Regions from separate parts of the Hordeum vulgare genome. Here region 2 is linked to region 1. Evidence: chromatin contacts called from public HiChIP or PLAC-seq data. All regions are on one chromosome and are shown on one strand. Each heading gives the region's core, a stretch centred on a gene start, on an enhancer-like site or on the middle of the called end of the contact. The rest is flanking DNA. Distances are from core to core; before and after follow the strand shown.

Evidence for each region. HiChIP or PLAC-seq counts read pairs in DNA pulled down with a chosen protein or histone mark.
Region 2: an H3K4me3 HiChIP or PLAC-seq map of embryo shows a contact between it and region 1, with 9 times the contacts expected there. The contact joins the promoter of LOC123440254 here to the promoter of LOC123440218 in region 1. A contact is called at or near these places in 1 of 6 Hi-C or Micro-C datasets (seedling) and 1 of 1 datasets of contacts at active chromatin or transcription factors (embryo).

What each region holds. Positions count from the first base shown.
Region 1 is chr1H:397,452,006-397,455,466 of MorexV3_pseudomolecules_assembly, forward strand. LOC123440218 (diacylglycerol kinase 1-like) reads right to left here and starts at 1,571. Exons shown (of 8, transcript XM_045116793.1): 1 at 1,094-1,571; 2 at 1-457. The coding sequence starts at 307.
Region 2 is chr1H:397,693,512-397,696,972 of MorexV3_pseudomolecules_assembly, forward strand. It overlaps LOC123440254 (DNA-directed RNA polymerases II, IV and V subunit 12), which reads right to left and starts at 1,747. Exons shown (of 3, transcript XM_045116835.1): 1 at 1,617-1,747; 2 at 1,332-1,424. The coding sequence starts at 1,659.

The sequences.
Region 1 (3,461 bases), core at 321-2,820:
ATTCTAGGCATACACAGCACCTCAGTCCTTTTGCACGAAGTAGAGATTCTGCAGACCATATATGCTCAGCAGTAGGGACCTTTTGATTTCTTTCAAAGTTTCTCCTTTTTGATCTGGCAATCACTTTCATCCAGCTTACACTGATCTTTCGCCTCCACAGCGAGAAAAGGTACAAAAACATCAAAAGACTGAGTATTCCAACAGCGAGATATGCAGCAATGGGGATCCAGAATTCTGATGGTTTAGGAGATTCACTGTACAAACTGAACACATACATGTTAAATTGATCCTTCAACCAGTCCATCATTGACGTTGATGACCCAATTGAATTAGAATCTTGAGCTCAAGAAATCATGACAAGAAACTACATCCTTTTAACAATGACACCATCCTTGATTGGAGGGAAATGGTCAATCATTTAACCTTGCAAATACTTAATAAATTCTCAAAGTACGATCTGCAACAAGAACAGAATTAATCAACACGCGGCACAAAGATAATGCTAGAATCGATTTACGCTTGCATTTTAGAACCATTAACATGTACAAATATCATGAAAGCAAAGTATGTATAGACTCAAAGGTTATTGGCTAAACTGAGAAATGTGCTCGGTGGGCAGAACACAAATTTATGAATGCAAACCTCAGTCTTACAAAATATCTCGATACACTCATAGATCGTAATACTGAAAGAATGCTTTACAGTAAGACTAACTAGTGCAACGTTTTTACCTAAATAACTAACGTTCACCTACTTTTTTCTTTTCTTTGCAGAAATTGAGGAGAAAATTGGAAACTGCTGAATTGGCGCAGCAAGTAACACTAGTTGAGACTTGAGACCTTTAGTGTCATTTTCAGCTAACTGAATCGACTTACTGATTAACTGGTACTTTTCCAATAAACAAATAACTGTGCAAAATTAAAAAGTAATACGATCAAGTATGCCTTGCACAAAAAAGGAAAAAAGAATTAGCTTATTTTACTGAACAGGATAACTCCAAACACTTGTCTCTTGGTCTTGGGTACAGGAAAGCTCAGTTCGTATTTTTGCATGAACTGGACTCTGAAGGGAAGAAAACAAATCGGGTTCGAACCTGTAATTAGAGGGGGCGGGAAAAGCCTCAAGCTCTGATAAAATAGGTCCGCTGAAATAAGATCAGGACGCCAAATCTGTAGGAGATTTCCGCAAGAACTGGCCGTCGCTTCCCTAGGAAAAAGAAGGAAATCCACTTCCGCCGGCGAGAAGCTCCGATCCACGGCTCCAACCCAACTTGCCCTCGAGCCGCCGCCGCACCCGACGTAAGAAACTCAATACTTCACGACGTCTCCCCTCCGGACTCTGTGGCGTGTTTCTTTCTTTTCCGTCCGCCAACTCAAGAAGACCAGCAAGGAACCGCCGACGAATAAAAAAGCAGAGCGAATCGGCAGAGGGAGAAGAGGCGGGTGCTGACACGTGTCGCTCCAGAAGGCCACGTATGCCGGACACGGCAGGTCCGCTGCGCGGGTGCTGCTCCACTGTGCGCATCGCTCGTATCGATCGGCATGTCGGCAGCTCCGGGGGAAAAAACGGCGAGACCGGGTCTCTTTCCCCATCGAGTGAGACCTCCCTGAGAGGAGGAGGGGGAAAATCCTACGAGGCCAGCGAGGAGCCGAGCAGATCTGGCCAAACGGTCCCGGTAAATGGGCTGGCCCGACAGACAGCCGCGTGCGTGGCATGACACGGATTCGGCCGGCATGGGTTAATCGTGTTCAGACCCGGCATGAAGCACGCCTCGGGTCATGTCTGGGTCTGAAGGCTGGACACGCGGGCCGAAATGGTATGGCCTGTTGATTTTTTATATATATATTTTTAGATTTTTTAAATATATATATACAAAAATATGGTCCAATAGGCCTAAAAATAAGCCCATAAGGCTAAAAAAAATACGGTCCAGCGTGCTAATTGGGCCAACATGCCGGCCTGTTTAATAATCGGGTCATGCCTGGACCTAACCCAACTAATAAACGTGCCTGGGCGGGCCGTGTCGTGCCAGACCCGATTACCACGGGTCGTGCCGTGCCGGCCCGTTTGGCCAGGTCTGGAGCCGAGGATCTGAGACCCAACTGAATGAATGGCACGTGGTAGTTTTTTTTCTAAAAAAGAAAGATTTCTTTCTGTCTCTGCATCAATACTATACATGCAGCCATTTTATTGAAAAAAATAATCAAATAGTATGCGGTTTCGAGCAAACTTTAAAGAAGCAGCAAAATAATCTAAAATAAACCGGAAGGTGCCACAACCGGCTAAAATAGGCTTAGATGTCTAACCATCTATCATACTATTGGACCGCCCTTCAAACCGGTTGTAGATATCTCGAGCTACCATCTCCCATCGGATAGACCGAGTAACCAAAGGTTCTCTGGTTTACGCAAAAGTGAGTAACGATCATGTACGGATCAACCCTCATATCCTGTAAAGTACCTGCAAACAAATTATATATGTTTATCTGTTAAAAGTCATGTCATTCCTCCAGTTCCATATAGCCGAAAGCAATGCACATACTCGTATACGAATATGTCTAGCAATAATAATGTCCACTCCATTTAGCCACGTCCCGAACACCGTTTCAATGCTATCCGAAGGTATTATATTAAAGGTTATACAAACTGTTTTCCATAACTTTTTTGCTAGTGGATATTGAAGAAAAAAGTGTTTGGTAGCTTCATCATCATCACAAAAGCTACATCGTTTATTTCCCTCCCAACTGAGCTTTGCCAAATTGTCCTTTGTGAGAATCACCTTCTTGTGAACAAACCACATGAAGACTTTGATTGTAAGGGTACTTTGACCTTTCATATATGAATCGATTTGGTGATTCGTGTTGTGTCAATGAGGTTCAAATACATCGATTTCACTGTAAAGATGCATTAGTTGTTAGCTTCCAATGAAGCCTATTGGACTCGCCCGATAACAAGACATCCATGAGTCTTCTCACTAAGTGTAACCAAGTCTCCCATCGATGACCTATCAAAGCTCGTTGGAATTGAATATTTAGAGAATTAGACTGTAATATTCTGGCAATGTACACCTCCTTACGTTGCACAATATTATAGAGAGATGGATATTGTATGGCTAGAGACGTCTCACCACCCACGTATCCTCCTAGAATCTCGTGGACTCTCCATTTCTAACCGATAGTTGTTGATGAAGAAATATGGGATGCGTAGCATCCCCCAGCTTAGATGCTTGAGACTTCTTGAAATATTTAATTGAAGTGCCTTGGGCATCCCCAAGCTTGAGCTATGTATCTCGTTAAATCCTCTCATATACCGGTTTCACCTAAGTCTCAAACACTTCATCCACACAAAACTTGAAAAGACCTTGTGAGATAGGTTAGTACACATAAAAGTAAATCAACACCTCATGTACCGCCAAGACAATTTTCATAATAATTTTCAAACATTAGGTATTGTATAATACCA
Region 2 (3,461 bases), core at 497-2,996, 240 kb after region 1:
ATGGTGTTCATGGCATTTCGAAACGTTCAAGAGGCTATGTAAATCTTTCCAACTTTTATAGCTTGGCTAAGCCACAAAGTGCTGCACAAGTTCAATAATGAATGAAGTAGTGAATAGAAACAAAGTAACATATAGAAACAATCTGATTAACATGCTGCCTTGCAAACCTTAATACAAGTGGGTGAGCCAAACACATCATGTATTAAAGGCACATAAGTTATGTATTATGATCATTACAGAAATCAGGACTGGGTGTTCTCAACAAATAAAAAGGATGGTTCAGCTAAGGGATTGTTGACAAAGTAATAAATAAATTGGTCCTTGAGAATCTTGAACCATTTATGTTTGAAAATTCTTATGAAAAAACCTAGAAAACCATGTGAACTTTGGTGAAACAAAAACCTATTAACTTCATAAATTTTAAACCGTACAGTTTCACGCCTAGAATTGTATTTGCACAAAACCTTGGGGTAGAAAATGTGGTTTTAAACTTGATGGCGGTAAGCGGCTATCCAAGGTTCTTGAGGTTGTGTACACTGCTCCAAAAAATCCATTTCAGTATTGTTTTTAAATCTAGCTTGAGTCAGTGACAAACTATTGCACGAGTAAATGGAAGCAAGCACAAGGTACATACACTGTGCATTGGTATAAACTGACCTAAATAAAGTATGATTGGTCAAAGAGTACCTCGACGATATATGTTCCAAAGTTTCTAAAAAAATCTAGATAATCACTTTAAACCTTGGTGAAAAATCCACATAACCTAATAAACTTCAAACCATATATTTTACCCCAAAAATTGTGTTTGCGAGCAATTTCGGGATCAACGATGAGGTTTCCAGCTTAATGGTGTTATGCGACTTTTCCCAAAGATTCAAGAGGTTATGTAACTTTTTGAACTTCCTGTTTCCATATGGATCTTGATTCTGCCTTGAGCAAGTCAGAAACTAATCCACAGTCAAATGGAAGTATGTACAGAGCTTATAAGCAATCCAGTAAATACCTACAACTGGCACATACTTATATCCATTGCATTAGTAATTACGGCTGTAAATTATGCAATGATGAATATGTGATCAAATATTTCCACCGGTGAAGGAGGATAGTTAACACTTTAATGATAATAGATGGCGAATACTGTTCTTCGAAACTGAATTTCAACGTTTTAGATGCGTATCATAGCTTGTTTTTTTCTTTTTCTAAACGTAATTGCACACAGCAATTTATAACCGTATTTCAGATAAGTGCACACAAAGCAATTAGCAAATGAAATATTAAAACGTGACAAGAAAATTTAAGTAGATCGAAAGAATAAAGTTAAGGGGCCATACTCCTGCGGGTGCGCTTCTTGTAGAGGATGCGGTACCCACACTCGCGGCACTGGATCACATCCCCTGTCTTGAGCGTGTTCTCAGCTCCGCAATCTGAAGGAACGCATACACATACTCGTTTAAATAAATACGGAGGGGAAGTCAATTTACTTGCACGAGAAATCGAAACACTGTGCTTCTCTTCGTGGTCGAAGAATCGAATCAACACAAGGCGTGTAACATCTGAGCAAGCGAGAATACGAACGAGAGAGCGGGGGAACGCGGGGGGGGGGGGGGGGGGGGTACCTCCGCATAGATAGCTGACGGGCTCCGGCTGCTGCGGATCCATCGAGGAGGGCGGTAGAGTGTCGCGAAGGGGCTGTAGCTAGGGTTCGTGAGGAGCGGCGCCGCGCACGGGGTGAAATAGGGAAGGCGATGCTTAACGGGCTGGCCACTTGTCTTTGGGCCGTTAGATCAGCAACTTGCTTGGTCCATCCAAATCCAAAGAAAGAGGGTCGAGGCTCACAAATCTTGCAAGGTATGGTTTATTAAGGTTTGATCGCCATACCACGTGACACATGTGATAAGTTATTCAAACAATATAAAAAAAAAAGAATTTGATTGTCATATCTAGTTAGGCCTGTCCGATAATTTTTTATTCGTCCATGTAAACATTGTAAAAAATACATTGTAAACATTGTAAACATTGTAATTTTTTATTTTGCAAGATTATCTAAAAACAATGAATCGGAGTCTTTGGAAAAAATACTCAAGAGTGCATAGGGGATGGAAAAGGTATGGAGAGGGAGAAGAAGGGTCGGGCGTATGTCGAAGATACAAGATAACGTGGAGGACGGCTAGAGATCTCACATGCGTTCTCCCTTGAGCGGCGTGCTTCTAGTTTTATCTCGTGTGTGTTACTGTTCTTTTTGGTATTGTCGGCCCAGTAGGAACCAGGTTACCACAACCAGTCTGCCTCCAGTCCAGGATGCGACACTTGGGCCGGCTCGAGGAAGATGGCCATGTTCCGGCCACTTCGAAGGGAGCCGTGTCGCGAGGGGCGAGCCTCCTAAGGCCCCTCGTCATCAGACCATGCACTATTGAGGTCGCCAGGGGCGAGGTAGCCTCGTGCGGCTCCTCCCGTGAGGTGGCCTCGTGAGGCCGGGCGTACAGCGCCAGCCGCAGGGCCCCGTGACCATCACGTGGGTGACGTACCCGCACGGAGAAGGATGGCAGAGGACGCGCAAGGCAGCGCGGACAGGGAGGATTTCTCCTTTGGTGATTAAGGTGCAGCATCCGCTGTCCCTCCGAAAGCAGGTTCCTAAAGCTTGCCATTCCGGTGAAAGAAGATTAGGGCGGATTGACGCGCCAGGAGGGAGGTCATCGTCGACCCTACCCGCGCGTTACAAAGACTACTTTAGCATGATTAGTCTAAGCTGTTGCCCCCCTTCGGATTGGCGCCCTATGGCCACTCTTTCCCGCTCATGTTTTCGGGGAAAAGGAGCAAGGCATTACAAGGGGAACTGGGCACTTCCATGTGAGAGGAGAGAGTCATTCCCTCCCCCACACCCCCGTGTACTTGAGCCATGATACGTCTCCATCGTATCTACTTTTCCAAATTCTTTTGCCCTTGTTTTGGACTCTAATTTGCATGATTTGAATGGAACTAACCCGGACTGACGCTGTTTTCAGCAGAATTGCCATGGTATTGTTTTTGTGCAGAAATGAAAGTTCTCGGAACGTCCTAAAAATTTACGGAGAATATTTCTGGAAAATATGAAAAATACCTGCGCAAAGATCCACCGGAGGGGTGAGCCAGTGGGCCACAAGCCCTATGGCCGCGACCACCCCCTAGGTCGCGCCGTCAGGGCTTGTGGGGCCCACGTGGCTCTGCCGCCCCCAATTCCAGCGCTATTTATTCCCTTTCGTCCCGGAAAAAATAAAGAGAGAAGATTTCATCACGTTTCACGATCCAGAGGCGCCGCCACATCCCATTCTTGCCCTGGAGGGCAGATCTGGAGTCCGTTTTGGGCTCCGGATCAAGGAGATCATCGCCATCGTCATCATCAACCTTCTTCCCTCTCCAATTCCATGAAGCTCTTCATTGTTCGTGAGTAATCTATTCGTAGGCTCGCTGGGCGGTGATGAGTA